Regions from separate parts of the Mus musculus genome. Here all the other regions are linked to region 1. The links are chromatin contacts, called in public HiChIP or PLAC-seq maps. All regions are on one chromosome and are shown on one strand. The core of a region is the stretch at or near the end of the contact, and the rest is flanking DNA. Distances in the headings are between cores, read along the strand shown. Region 1 holds the start of Gpx8 (glutathione peroxidase 8 (putative)). Region 2 holds the start of Esm1 (endothelial cell-specific molecule 1). Region 3 holds the start of Cspg4b (chondroitin sulfate proteoglycan 4B). Region 4 has its middle 16 kb from the start of Gm41069.

Evidence for each region. HiChIP or PLAC-seq counts read pairs in DNA pulled down with a chosen protein or histone mark.
Region 2: a contact with region 1 is called in an H3K4me3 HiChIP or PLAC-seq map of the SCID.adh cell line, with 6 times the contacts expected there. The contact joins the promoter of Esm1 here to the promoter of Gpx8 in region 1. A contact is called at or near these places in 11 of 39 promoter capture datasets (the 3T3-L1 cell line, 3T3-L1-derived adipocytes, cranial neural crest and 6 more), 1 of 15 datasets of contacts at CTCF or cohesin (CD8 T cells), 7 of 484 Hi-C or Micro-C datasets (the C2C12 cell line, LSK cells, adipose-derived mesenchymal stem cells and 4 more), 10 of 115 datasets of contacts at active chromatin or transcription factors (CD8 T cells, the SCID.adh cell line, T-cell acute lymphoblastic leukemia and 5 more) and 3 of 9 other capture datasets (adipose tissue, embryonic stem cells and pancreatic islet).
Region 3: an H3K4me3 HiChIP or PLAC-seq map of embryonic stem cells shows a contact between it and region 1, with 3 times the contacts expected there. The contact joins the promoter of Cspg4b here to the promoter of Gpx8 in region 1. A contact is called at or near these places in 5 of 115 datasets of contacts at active chromatin or transcription factors (embryonic stem cells, pancreatic cancer cells and stem cell-derived neural progenitor cells) and 1 of 9 other capture datasets (embryonic stem cells).
Region 4: an H3K27ac HiChIP or PLAC-seq map of microglia shows a contact between it and region 1, with 4 times the contacts expected there. The contact joins the enhancer-like site here to the promoter of Gpx8 in region 1. A contact is called at or near these places in 20 of 39 promoter capture datasets (the 3T3-L1 cell line, 3T3-L1-derived adipocytes, the C10 cell line and 10 more), 4 of 15 datasets of contacts at CTCF or cohesin (CD8 T cells, the NIH/3T3 cell line and embryonic stem cells), 90 of 484 Hi-C or Micro-C datasets (B cells, the C2C12 cell line, the C3H10T1/2 cell line and 45 more), 25 of 115 datasets of contacts at active chromatin or transcription factors (CD8 T cells, the NIH/3T3 cell line, bone marrow-derived dendritic cells and 14 more) and 3 of 9 other capture datasets (adipose tissue, embryonic stem cells and pancreatic islet).

What each region holds. Positions count from the first base shown.
Region 1 is chr13:113,044,700-113,048,131 of GRCm38.p6, reverse strand. It overlaps Gpx8 (glutathione peroxidase 8 (putative)), which reads left to right and starts at 1,744. Exons shown (of 3, transcript NM_027127.2): 1 at 1,744-1,960; 2 at 2,439-2,700. The coding sequence starts at 1,757. All of the region lies in intron 2 of Cdc20b (cell division cycle 20B), which reads right to left.
Region 2 is chr13:113,208,042-113,211,533 of GRCm38.p6, reverse strand. Esm1 (endothelial cell-specific molecule 1) reads right to left here and starts at 1,875. Exons shown (of 3, transcript NM_023612.3): 1 at 1,391-1,875. The coding sequence starts at 1,691. The region is part of intron 2 of Gm41069 (a long non-coding RNA gene); the gene reads left to right.
Region 3 is chr13:113,291,369-113,294,689 of GRCm38.p6, reverse strand. It overlaps Cspg4b (chondroitin sulfate proteoglycan 4B), which reads right to left and starts at 1,520. Exons shown (of 10, transcript NM_001378698.1): 1 at 1,356-1,520. The coding sequence starts at 1,434.
Region 4 is chr13:113,240,564-113,243,545 of GRCm38.p6, reverse strand. No RefSeq gene overlaps it. Among named protein-coding and RNA genes, the nearest start is that of Gm41069, 16 kb to the right of the region's middle. Within about 2 kb of position 1,510, at least 43 of the 459 cell types and tissues checked have an H3K27ac peak or open chromatin away from gene starts, as enhancers often do. A contact at or near this core is called in CD8 T cells, ECoMG-derived neutrophils, bone marrow-derived macrophages and 4 more, where this site is marked.

The DNA of each region.
Region 1 (3,432 bases), core at 495-2,994:
TGTTTTTATTTTTGAGACCGGCTCTCTGTGTGTAACCCTGACTGGAGACAGAACCATGATCCCCCTACCTCAGCTGCCACAGTGCTGGGATTACCAGTACACACTACCATTGAATCCTCTTACCTAACTTCAAGCCTAAACTACCTTTGCTCAACTACACCCAACCCCACACACAACAGAAGCTGGGGACAGGTGCTCAAAAGCACCAGGAGCAAGAGAAAGCCAGCGTCTAGACCTCCTAGAAATGTGCAGTGCCACCAAGTGGATGTCATGTTAGTCCAGAATTTCCTGTGTGGTAAACAGGGCAAATCCTAAGGAGGCTGGGGATATGCAGCCCTCAGCTGCCTCCAGTGTCCACCCCCAGTAACTATGCTCTTCAGAGCAAAGGCCCTGGGTAGTGAGCTATAGCCAAAGAGAAAAGAGATGAAAGATACAGCAGCTAATGAGTGTGTCCGCACAGATGTGGGTTTGCGGATTTCATTTGGGGCTTGTGCTTGAATTCTGCTATTTAAATATTTGAATTCTGCTGCAAGGGTTGTGCTTTAATACAGAGCCCAGGATTTTTTCATCTACAGTTTGGAATCCATGAGTCATTTTCATAGGTCAGAACCATGCTGTCTCAGAAGTGCAATGGTCAGGACTACAGAGTGGGTAAAGAACCATTTCATGAAATTTATCAGTGGGATATATGTGCGTGTGTATGCATGTGGGCATATCTATAGTGTGTATTGTATATATGTGTATGTATATGTATGTGTATGTATATGTATATGAGGGGCTATGTGTGTGAGGGTGCATATGTGGGGGGAATGTGTGTATATATGTGTATGTATGGGGATATGTGTATATGGGTGTATCTGGGTGTGTGCCTATGTATATGTGTGTATACCTGTGTGTATGTGCCTATGTCTGTGCCTGTGTGTTCATATGTATACCTGTGTGTATCTGCATATGTGTGCCTGTGTGTGGATGTCTGTGTGTGTGTATCTGTGTATGTGAGTTGTGTGCCTGTGAATGTGTGCCTCTGTGTGTGTGAGTGTGTGTGTGTGTGTGTGTGTGTGTGCATGTTATGTTGTAAACTATCTCACCAGTGACAAAGACAAAATTGAAGAAGACAATAGCTGCTATGGTTTCTAATAGAGAATGGGTGTTATGCCTTTATGGCTTTCTATTTTTGCTGTCTTCTCCTGGCATCTGGTTGCCTTCACTAGATGACGTCAGAATAAATAGGATGATCTTTTCCAGCCTTCGTTGCTCTATTATAAATATTCTCTATATTCATATAGTACGTCAATAAATACATAAAACCTTTAAGTTCTTTGTGGTCACACGTCATATTAACAGACCACATTAATCTACACTCTAAGCCATTTCTGGGTGTTATTCAGTCCTCCACAGCCAATCTATTGCTCAGTGAACACACGGGATGCTGAGCAGCCCGATGACCACTCATTTCCAAGTTACAAGAGCACCACCTTCTGGTAAAACGTTTTCGTAGAAGGGGGCGTCTTAAGGATCTACTAAAACGATAGAATTCTTCTATCAAAAAAAAAAAAAAAGTTAAAGTGCAGCCACGTTAACAATTTTTTTTTTTTTTTGATTTTCTGACTTCGTTTGATTCTTCTGGGAAGGGTCCTCCTGCTCTTCAGCAGCCGAAGGGTCTGTAACCCCTTCCGGCTCTCCTTAAGCTCGGCGGGTTTCAAGTTTCAGCCCCGCCTTGCATTCCAGCCTGCTGAGACTCCCAGGATCGTCCAAAATGGAGCCTTTCGCTGCCTACCCATTAAAATGTTCCGGGCCCAAAGCAAAGATATTTGCAGTTTTGCTCTCTATGGTTCTGTGCACCGTGATGCTTTTTCTCCTTCAGTTAAAATTCCTGAAGCCGAGAACCAACAGCTTCTACTCCTTTGAAGTAAAGGATGCCAAAGGAAGGACCGTGTCTCTGGAAAAGTTCAAAGGCAAAGTAAGTCTTCCGGCTTTTATTTCTGTTGTTCCTTGGCCCTGACACTTATTCTCAGCATAGAGTGGGGTTCGGCACAGCCATAAGTTGGAATGTAGTCTTCAAAGTAATATCGTTAGTGGTCCTTTTAGTTATCAGAATTCTAAGAGCTTTAAACTTCCACTCCACAAAGCAACTGTTTTTCTCGAAAGCTGTCTTCTCTTTTGTGAGGAAACGATGCTGTATTATCTAGGAGATGCTTTGAGACCCGCTACTAAGAGTGTTCTTTACATAACCTAACTAAAACTTTGTCACAGTCTTCGACCATTCATTTGGGTTATGGTTTTCAATAAAGTTGGATCTGTCTAAAAATATGGAATCTATCAGACTTCGTAGTCTGCCAAAATGGCTTAGGATTTTAGCTGTATGAAGATTTTTTTTTTAATCTTTTGCTTCTCTTTCCGGTGGGTCTTTTTTTTTTCTTTTTTTCTTTTTCCGGGAGGCTTCCCTGGTTGTAAACGTGGCTAGTGACTGCCGCTTCACAGACAAGAGTTACCAGACTCTCAGGGAGCTACACAAGGAGTTCGGGCCCTATCACTTCAACGTCCTGGCTTTTCCGTGCAATCAGTTTGGAGAATCGGAGCCCAAGTCCAGCAAGGAGGTAGAATCTTTTGCGAGACAGAACTACGGAGTCACATTCCCCATCTTCCACAAGATTAAGATTTTAGGGCCGGAAGCAGAACCTGCGTTTAGATTTATTGTTGGTAAATATCTACTCTGCCTCAATGTTGTTCATTCTTCTCATTTCATACATTACATATGAATGATATAGAGAAAGATAAATAGATACTTTTAGGGCTAGAGCTCATATTTCGTTTATTTTACTGGGAAGTTTTCATAAAACTGTCAAGGATCCAGAACCTCGCCCTTTGCCACTTTCTAACTCGATGTTCTGACTTCTGGGATGGTAAAGAATTCTACTTTGATATGTTTTTACTCCTGTGACCATCATGGTGAAGGCCTAATGTGAAGCGTGGCCATGCCTGCTTTCCCAGATACTTCAACTCTCCAGTAATCTAACTGCCCTTTGGGGCAGTCTCCCTGCCTTGTACTAATGCTGCACACTTCAGGGATACCTGATGGCAGCACATCATTAACTGAGTATGTCTTTATGCTTACTTTTATGGTGGCCTCTTTATCTGAGTCATTATCCTCAAGGTTGACCTGTCAGTTTGCCAGGGTTTTGCAGAGATCCAAAGCAAAATAACTTATTTTCAAAACCCAGTCATGTGAGGGTTCCTCTATAATTAAAGTAGCCACGGGAATCTATTTCCACGGCCATCTATTTAAAGCAAGCTAAAGCACTTGTAAGACAATGAACAGGAACCCTGTGGCTTTTATTTCTGGGGTATACAGAAAAGGTAGGACAGGAACTCTTTCTTGAGCAAAGCATCCAAGTAAAATCTAACAAGAACTCTGTCAAACACTATAGCTCT
Region 2 (3,492 bases), core at 626-3,125, 160 kb before region 1:
GCCACTCGCTCGCTCGCTCGCTGTTTCATAGGACAGGACTGCGTTAACCACTTCCTCCCTAATTTCCTTATGTGAGGTGCTTTTTCTCTTGGCAGATAAGCCCTGTAATTTCCAGAAAATACAAAGCCTACTCAGTTGAAAGAAACGTATATATGTGTGTTCACCGAAGAAAATACTTCCTTACTAGTCCACCTTTTGTTGGTCTTAATCAAAAAAAAAAAAAAAAAAAAAAAAAAATCTACGCAAAGAATAGCATCTCCAAAATGTTTCTAGAATTTATGTCTGAGCCTTTCGCTGGTTTTGCAGGCTAAAAGATCACTAATTTATGAACTGTTTTCTAAAATGAGAATTGGTGAGCTTATCTTAATACTAGAAGAATGTCATCCAGGAAGGGTTGCACTTGTATTGAATCTGAGTTATTTAGAAATTTCTCAGAACTTGGCTTTCCGATTTCGGCAGCTTCTTTGTATTACACAACTGGATACAGGAATGAGCACGCTGTTTTTTTTTTTTTTTTTTTTTTAACCATGATAGCATATTGTGATAAGATTATATAGCATCTATGTATGCAGACTTTTAAATAACCTTTTCTTTTATTTTTATTCATTTAAAAATATTAATTTAGTCACTAGGTTTGAAAATAAATTCCACAGACAAATCAAGGCATCATTTAGCTCTGGTTTCTGTCTTAATTATAATTTCACTTCTTTTCTTTAAATCTATAAAAGAGTCACCTTTTTTAAAAAAAACAGACTTTTAGGTTACTATTATTTCTGCTTGTCTTACAACATCTGCTACTTTCTGCCTAACAGAAACATTTTAAAAGTTAAGCTAGGCTTATTTTATACTTCAGGGGACCCTCTTGCAAGAGCATGAGTTATTTTGTTGCCTGACTTAAGCCCACCTTATGCCATAAAGCACATTAGTGCTCATCAGAAATACTTGAGCCTGAGTAAGGCACTCCTCCCGGTGAACTCTTTCAAGATCAAAGGCTGGTGAAATCTGGGGAGCTAGAAACAGCTTTAAGAGGTTATCTCAGGAGGACCTCTGGAATCATTGGCTTCCAGGGGAACAGACACCTTAAGCATTTGTAACAGGCTACCTGTCAGATTTCTAAAGCCTCTCAGAAAAAGAAGACACACAAGCTACCAACTGCAACTTCCCTTCTCAAATCTGAATGCATGCAGTGAACGGGATGCTGCAGCCCTTGTGACTTCTGCACGCTGCTTTCCAAACCTCCCGGCAGATATCCTTTTTCTCTCTATCAAGCACACCACCTGCATCCAAGCATCCTCCCTGGTTGTTCAGAGGAAGGAACACGCACCTCCTCAGGCTGACTAAATACCCTCCGGGAGCCCTGCACGGTGGGAAGCAAAGAGTCGCTCTTTACCTTTGCAGATACCAAACTCGTCACCAAAATCATCCTCCTCGCTGTAAAAGTGACACTTCAGCCCCGGACCACACTTGACCCCGTCCATGCCTGAGACTGTACGGTAGCAGGTTTCTCCAGGTCCCGCGGCGCACACCTGGCAGCAGCCACAGTCATCCAGCACTGTCCTCTTGCAACGCAGGCTGCTTCTGCACTCAGTTTTGTCACAATGTTCCGGGCAATCCACCGCATATTTGGCGCTCCAGGCCATGCCCAGGTGCAGAGGTACCAGGAGTGTGGTCAGCAGCAAGAGGCTCTTCATGTCTCGCAGCTGGCTCCTGCTCAGCTCCCTGCCGTCGTGGTCTTTGCTGGAGGGAAGCAGCCGTCCAAAGTAGTAGCTGAGCTTCAGCCTACACGGTTATGAGTTTTATACACTGTGTTGCCCGCATGCTTCCCCGTCATCAATTTCCTCAACCCAGCAGCAGCGCTGTGCTCTTGCCAGCCTCTCTTGTTTTAGTTTATGAAATCCAGGATGAAGGCTGGATTAACACGCTGCTGCCATCCAGGAATTGAAAAGCCCAAGCTGATGTCATCTGTTATGTTTAGATGGTTGTTTTGCATGAGGGCTGAAAAACTCTGCTCACATCCGTCTCAAAGACTCAAGGACATCTGAGAAGGGGGAATAACGAAGGTTGCATAGCATAGCCCCCTACTGCACAGGAATTGCTCTGACACCAACATAACACTTAGGATGTAGCTTTGTCTCAGAGTCCCTTAGCACGGAGGAGACTGACATAGACATAAATCAAGCCAGAAGCATCTATCAAGTAAATGATGATGATAATAATAGTAATAATAATAATAATAATAATAATAATAATAATAATAATAATTTGGCATTTTCCTCAATAAATAGCTATGAGATCATTTGGAAGAAGAAATAGTTATATATTGTGTTTTTTCAAGACTTAGAAGAAGGAAAATATTTGGATAGAAGCCTTTTAAAGACTTCTTCCTTCCTCACAAGTTCCTCCTCTGTTGTTATCTCTAAAGTATTTATGCTATCCATGTTCAAGTCTGTCCTTGCTGTTGCTGTGTTTAGTCAGATATGCTACAGCTTAGCATTTTTTTTTAATCAATAGAGAGAGAGAGAGAGAGAGAGAGAGAGAGAGAGAGAGAGAGAAGGTTGTCCCGGCATTGTTACTGAATTACTCAGTTCTGGAAAAACTTGTCAGTTGGACTGCTCCTGACCCAAACCCCCTGGCGAGAAGGCTCATCCATCACCAAGTCTGTGTGTCCAATGACTGCATCCACCCGGTCCTTCCTCTCACCTCCTGGCATCTATCGGAGCTCTTGCTTCAAACTTCCCAAACAAGGCAGTAAGCCCAAAGAAACAAGTGAGCCAGCAGGGAAATCGGAACACAGCTCCAGAAAGGCAAGTCATGGGGAAGGAAAAACATTACCCACCAGGAAACAAGGTCTTCATGCTATGGAGGGACACAGTGTGGCCCCACCAAGGAAAACAATAGTCCTCTCAAAGTATTGGCTGGCCCAGGACCTTGTGTAGCCAGGCTTGTGCAACAAGGGGATGCTAGATGTCAGAGCAGACAGAAAAGTCCTCACACTAATGCTGTGTTCCATTTTTAGCTCCCAACCCAATTTGTCAACAAAAAGATAAAGTCACTACCGACTGGTAAAGAAATGACCCAGCGAAGCGGGTAACTCCTGTCTGTCACAAACTGACTGTGGTGCATCCACAGAACTCCTCGTCTTCTGTTGAGAGCTCATGGCTTTAGAGTGTTTGACCTCTGAAAGCCTTGAGGCCTCTAAAGGCTGACGCATCCAAGCTACTGGATGTGACATGGTCTTTAGGCTTTGCCAGGGTACATTTTGGGGAAGTGGGAAACGAAGGCAAGACATTAGCTCCCAATTTCATGACACTCTAACCTGAAATATTCTGTACTCCTCTCTCCAGGAGCAAACATACTCAGCAGGTGGGACCTTCGTAGTTTGTGATAATTTTAAAGTCTACTCTGTACATGGCATGTGCCTAGTGCTATCCTTTGTGGATATATTAATTATATAAAACCATTCACTATGTAGTTAATTACACAAAGTAATCC
Region 3 (3,321 bases), core at 271-2,770, 250 kb before region 1:
GCCACACTCCTAACCTTAGGGAATATTGTGCCCTACTGTCTCCTACCCCACTAACTGCGGACATAATGGATAGGAAAGGCAGGAAATGGGTGTTTATTGACCATTCTTTGGCTGCTAAGCAGTTGTTTTAGTTAAGCCTCGTGGAAGATGTTATTATCGTAGTAAATTTACAGAGGCCCAGAGTAGTAACTGAGAACAGAATATAGCCCTTGGGTTTGAAGTTCTCCCTCACTGACTCTTAATCCGTAAACTTCTCTTTGCCCCCATACTATTACTGGCCCCCTGTCTGAAGCCATGTGGGTTTTTCTTCCAAAGTCCATTCACTGCCCTTTGGAGTCTCTCCTCTTAGACTCAACACCTGTTCCTTCAGTCAGTCACAGCAGCCAACAAGCCTCCTCCGACCCTTTGCCACACCCACCCTTGGAATCAGTCATGAAGGGGCAAGGCAGCCTGCAGATGAGGACCTAGGAAATATGAAGGAGGATAAAGAAGGAGTAGAGCTTTTCCGAGCAGCCTGAAGAAGTGGAAGGGTGAGGCATCTTCAAGAACCTAGAAGGCCCTTGGACTCCAAAGAGGCCAAATGACGTCATCACGCAATGATCATGCAAGCAGCGATGCTGTTCGGCCACTCTGAAAATGAATTTAAATCCTGAGAATTTCATCTAAATACTATGCACATGCAACACGTGTGATTTAGAATTTCTTTTCCCGTTTAAAAACAAAGTCACCTGGAAGTCATTTTTGAATTGATGTTGGGAAGGCCTAGGAAGTGGAGCTCATAAAAGTCCAAAGAACCACGTGTTTAGTAATCTGGAGGGAGGCAAAAAGCCAAGGGGGGGGGGGGGAATAAAACACTAAGTATTTGAGCTCAGAAAAGTTAAGGTTCCCTACGGTGCAGGGACAAGAAACCAGGGGTCAAAGACTAGCCCAGGTGAACAGAAGGTCCCCCACTCACTGCATTTCACGTGAGACCAAAGAGCTCCAGACCCAAACTGAAAAGATGCAGCCGGGCTGCCCGCAGGAGTCGGCCATTCTGCTGGTCGGGTGGCCGACCTTAAAACTCAGTACACCGGGAGGAGGTGGGGCACAGGCTGGGGCTGGGAGTTGGAAGGGGTCGGCCGCCAGCAAGCCTGTGAGCAGGGCCGCGTCGCGTCCTCCCCTCTGCCCAGCTTGGGGACAAGGGGCCTGATCGCGCCTGGGGGCCTGAGGGACCGAGGGCCGCGCGCCCTGCTCGCCCAGCCTCCGACTCGACCGGACCGGACCCGACCCACACTCCTACCGGCCGCCCACCCTCTCCGCGTAGCGCCGCTTGGCTCGGCCCGCCTCGGGCGGGGAAGGGAAGTTGGGGCGCGTACCTCCGAGCCCCCCGCGCGGCCCGCAGAGCCCCAGAAAGGCGGTGAGCAACAGGAGGCCGCAGGCCCCGGGCCGCCCCATCCCGCCGCGCCGTCTCCGGGGCCCGCGCCGAGCTCTACCTGCGCGGCCCGCGACCCGCCTGCGCGCCCCAAAGCCTGGAGAGAGGCGGCGCCCCGCGCGACACGACGGGGCGGGGCACTTCTGCGACCTGCAGCTGTTGCGCGGGATCAGAGCCAGCTAGATCGAAGGCTCCAAGGCAGTGCAGGCTACAAACAGGACAGGGAGTCGGTGGTCCCCTCCCCTGCTTGCAGATTTGAAGTTTAGTGTCCCTGGGTGGAACGGGGAGCTCCGGGCAGCAGGCTGAGGGGATAGAAGGGCAGGACCTAGGCTGGCCTTGAAACAACCTGTCCCTATGACCACAGCACATCCCAGGGGGACAGTGGGTTTTTCTCAGCCTTATCCTAAAGCGGGCCTTCTGTGTAATGTTTGTGAATGTGTGTTGGATGAGCAGAACACGGTAGGAAAGAAGTAGCCTGTCATTTCTTTGCAAATGTGAGCCTTACTTTTAGATTTTTTTTAAAGCTCAGTCCGAGTTAAACCTTTGAATTTCTGGAGCAACTGCCTGTCAGAATAAGGTCTAAGATTTTATGTGTCGATATCACGTCTTACCTTGGGAGCCATGATTACAAGTCACAGGGAGGAGACACCCCCACACAAGTAGAGTCCAAGGAGATGGTTGGACCAGACGATTCCAGGGCTCTCTAAAACCAGCTTCCCTGGGCTACATTTTGCGATGCTCGGGGTGGTCAAAATGGCAGCTCTCCAGCTACCAGGATAGTCAATGTTAGTCCTGCTTTGTTCTTAGCAAAACCAAGGATGACTTCATTTCCCACCCGTTCCATTCTTGGTTCTTTAATAAAGTGCTTTTTAAAGCAAAGAATCACATTTTGACCTTTTCTGCAGCCGAAAATCTGTGAGGCCTCTGTTCCACTTCTAAAAAGAATACGTTTCGTCCACCCAGCAGCCTTCCATGATCCTGGGAACCTCGCCCTCCTTTAGAGAAACTGTACTCTCTGCCTGCCTCACCATGTGTGGGAATTAGGAGTTGGCATCCACTTCTAAGAACCCCCTCTCTGTCACGTGATGGGCTGGGGTGGGTACTCGTGACTGGAGCAGGGCCAGGCAGTTTCCAATCTGAAGATTTCCACTGAATGCATCTAAGGAAGAGGGCCTGCAACTCTCCGGAGTGGGAGGCAGAGAAACTATGAATGGCTCTGACTTTTCTAATAAGCTAGCGCACAAAAAGAAGACAGGACCTAGAAAAAGGTTGTAGCTCCACCTGGGGTCTACTACCTCCATGAGCCAGCCCTGAAACCAACTGTTCCTTAATCATTTCACGGACGTTTTTGCATAAACCATTCACGTCCACTTTTAACCGAATCTCCCTGGAGTTAAGTTCCATACTTAACTTATTACCAAAAGCAACCTGTCAGTGTGAGCCCAAGCATGGTAATGTGCTGGTGTGTATATTGGTGGCCTGTTTGGTGGCCTGTCACAGTGACAAGTCATCTGACAAAAACAACTTATAGGAGAGTTGGCTGATTTGGCTCACAGCTTTGGTGGTTTCAGTCCCAGGTCAGCTGCTTTCTCCCCATTTTAGGCCTCAAGTGTAGCAGAAAATGATGGTGGAGAGGCAGGGTAGAGAGAGGTGTTTCCCTCATGGCGACCAGGGAGCAGAGAGCACAGCAGAGTCCAAAGATAAAAATATATCTTCAAAGACACTCCCACTGACCTACTTCCTTCCCCTGGGACCCCACATTCTAAGAGCCCATTGCTGTAAAATGATCAGTGGATTAACCTCTTATGATTCAATGCCAAGAGTGCAACCAGCTGAGAACACATGGGTCTTTTGTGGGCTGGAGTGGGGTGTAGTGGGAAATACTTTGTATCCAAACCTTGTCCGCAAGA
Region 4 (2,982 bases), core at 261-2,760, 200 kb before region 1:
GAGTCGGTTGTGCAAAGATTCTATTGACTGGGCCAGGAAACTGGCAGGTTAAAAGCACTTGGTTCATATGTCTGATAATCCTCAGTTGGATCACCAGAGCCATGGGTGACAGGGAAAACTGACTCTTGGAAGATGTCCTCTGACCTCCTTTGGCACACTCATGCACACACACAAACACAAACACAAACACGCAGGCATAGATATTAGATACAATCATTTTTAATAACTTGAAAATTCTGTTTATGTTCAGATGATTTTGACATCACTTTTTGCTTATACAGCAAATTAAATATTGTTACCTCTTAAATATTGTGTTACCTCCCCCTACCCCCACCAGCCCCTCCACCTAAGGCACGGTAGCTAAAAAAGTTGCCCCGTTAAATTAATGACTGACTTAATTTAATCTAAGTACTGCCTTCAAACCTTTGCTCAAGGCACAGTAACAGAATGTAACCATTACAAGATAAACAGTGCCTGAGTAGGAAGAGCGGAGGGCATGCACTTAGCCAAAGAGTATCTTTTTAATTTATAGACATGTGGTCCTGGTATTAAACTGAAGATTCTTTTTCAAGCAAAGAAAAGATAGCTTCCATCTACCCACTTTGTTCCTGGGACGCCTTAGGTTTGATTCTAGGGAGAGGCGTTCTCTGCTGAGAAGGATTTTCATGTCCGTGGATCAGATCTCTTGCCAAGGTTTTACCATCACCTGAAGCAGTGCATGAAGCAAAATCACAAACCAGGCTTCCACCAAGCTCCACCCACTCCCTTCCAGGCTTAGATCTAGGCATGGGGTGAGCACTAGGCCCAGCAGCAGAGCCACCCAGCAGGACTTTGCTCTGCAGTTTCTCTCTTCCTTTATTAAACTCCCTAGCCTAGAGGCAGCCAGCCTAGTTGTTCCTCAGCTTCTCCATCTACAACATGCTTCTCTCACACAGAGGACACTGTGAAGACTGCACACTGTCAGACTTACAGAGCCCCCCTCCCCCCCCAAAGCCCTGGCACATGGTAGATGTATAATATTAAGAGTGCTAATTTTATCCCCTTTGTATTTGCATCCAATGAGCAGGGAAACAGATAAACCAAACGGCCACCGCTCACTAATAACTAACATCAGAGGCAGAATGTGGCAAATGGCTGGGAAGGTAACAAGCAAACGTGGCAAATGTCTTGTGAGTGCACAGGAAGGAGAGTGCTTCAGCGGCAGACAGTGTCAAGGAGGAAGCGGAAGTGGAAGCTTTTGTTTTGCAGAGTCACAAGATGCTGGGAAAGCAAAGGAGGCCAAGGCAGTCACTGGACTGATCCAAAGAGTGTATGTGTAGGTCGTACAGAGAGAGAGAGAGAGAGAGAGAGAGAGAGAGAGAGAGAGAGAGAGACAGAGACAGAGACAGAGACAGAGACAGAGACAGAGACAGAGACAGGGAGATAGAGCACCATGTGAACAAGGGAAAGAGGAAGGGAGAGAAAGGGAGGGAGGGAAAAGGAAAGGAGAAGGGAGGGAGAGAGGGGGGAGGGACAGAGACAGAGACAGGGAGATAGAGCACCATGTGAACAAAGGAAGGAGGAAGGGAGAGAAAGGGAGGGAGGGGAGTCCCTGTGTAGTATAGCCCTGAGATTGTAGAGCACTAGAAGATCAGTCTGGAAGCAGAGGGCATGAGCAAGCTGACAAAAGTTTCAAAGGCCAGTGCAGACAGACATGTGCTGCCTGTGGGCCACAGGCTCCACGGAACTCAGGGCTAGGAACGCTGCCCAACATAAACCGTAAACATACTTATAACATTAGGAGATCTATCTGGAAAGAGCAATTTTGGGGGCTTGACTAAATTGATTGTTTTGTTGTGTGTTTGTTTGTGTGTTTGTTTGTTTGTTTGTTTTTCAAGGCAATGTTTCTCTGTATAACAAGCCCTGAGTGTCCTAGACTTGCTTTGTAGACCAGGGTGGCCTCAAACTTACAGAGATCTGCCTGCCTCTGTTTCCCACCTGCTGGGACTATAGGCTTGCACCACCGTGCATGGGGCTGTAATTGTTTGATTCTTAAGTGTGGACTTTGTGCATGACAACACTAATATGTTGTCTCAATGTCAAACAGGGGACACACCTGGAATTTAATTAAACCTTGATAATTAACCTCATGACCTTGTTAATGGTCTCCTTTTCCCCTGCTGTGGCACATACAGAGAACAAATGTTTGTACAGCACAGTGTGTAGACAGGTGAGGCTGCCTTTGACAGAAGCTGCAGAGAAGCTCAAGGGAGGGCTGGAGTGGTGGCTCAGTGGTTAAGAGCACCAACTGCTCCTCCAGAGGTCCTGAGTTCAATTCCCAGCAACTGCATGATCTGCATGATGGTTCACAACCATCTATAATGGGATCTTTCGAGACAGGGTTTCTCTGTGTAGCTCTGGCTGTCCTGGAACTCACTCTGTAGACCAGGCTGGCCTTGAACTCAGAGATCCACCTGCCTCTGCCTCCCAAGTGCTGGGATTAAAGGCGTGCGCCACCACTGCCTGGCCTGGTGCCCTCTTCTTGTGTGTCTGAAGACAGCTACAGTGTGCTCATATAAATAAGATAAATAAATCTTTAAAAAAAAAGAGGTCACGGGATCACCATCTCCACACACCTGTAACTGCTGTGATAAACATGGTAGCACAACATTTGGGGTAAGGGTGAGATCCCTGCTCTAAGCAATGGGGACAGGAGAGGATTTGAGAACAGGCTGTTAGCACTGGGACTTCCTAGTCTCTTGTCAACAGTCCAAACCGTAAGTACATGTCTGCTGAAGTCCAGAGAGTGTTAGAAGACTCTGGGGGAAAGATATCCTTATATACTGAGCTTTGGCTCAGTCTTCTATTTACAAAACTAATTGTTTGAGTAAGGGTGTCCAACTTAATAGTATATTTGAATACATAGAAGTACAATTTACTTACATTCAGTTTCCTGGTAGGAATGGTGACACTCTTGAAATCAAAGCATGTCCGTGCCCGAAT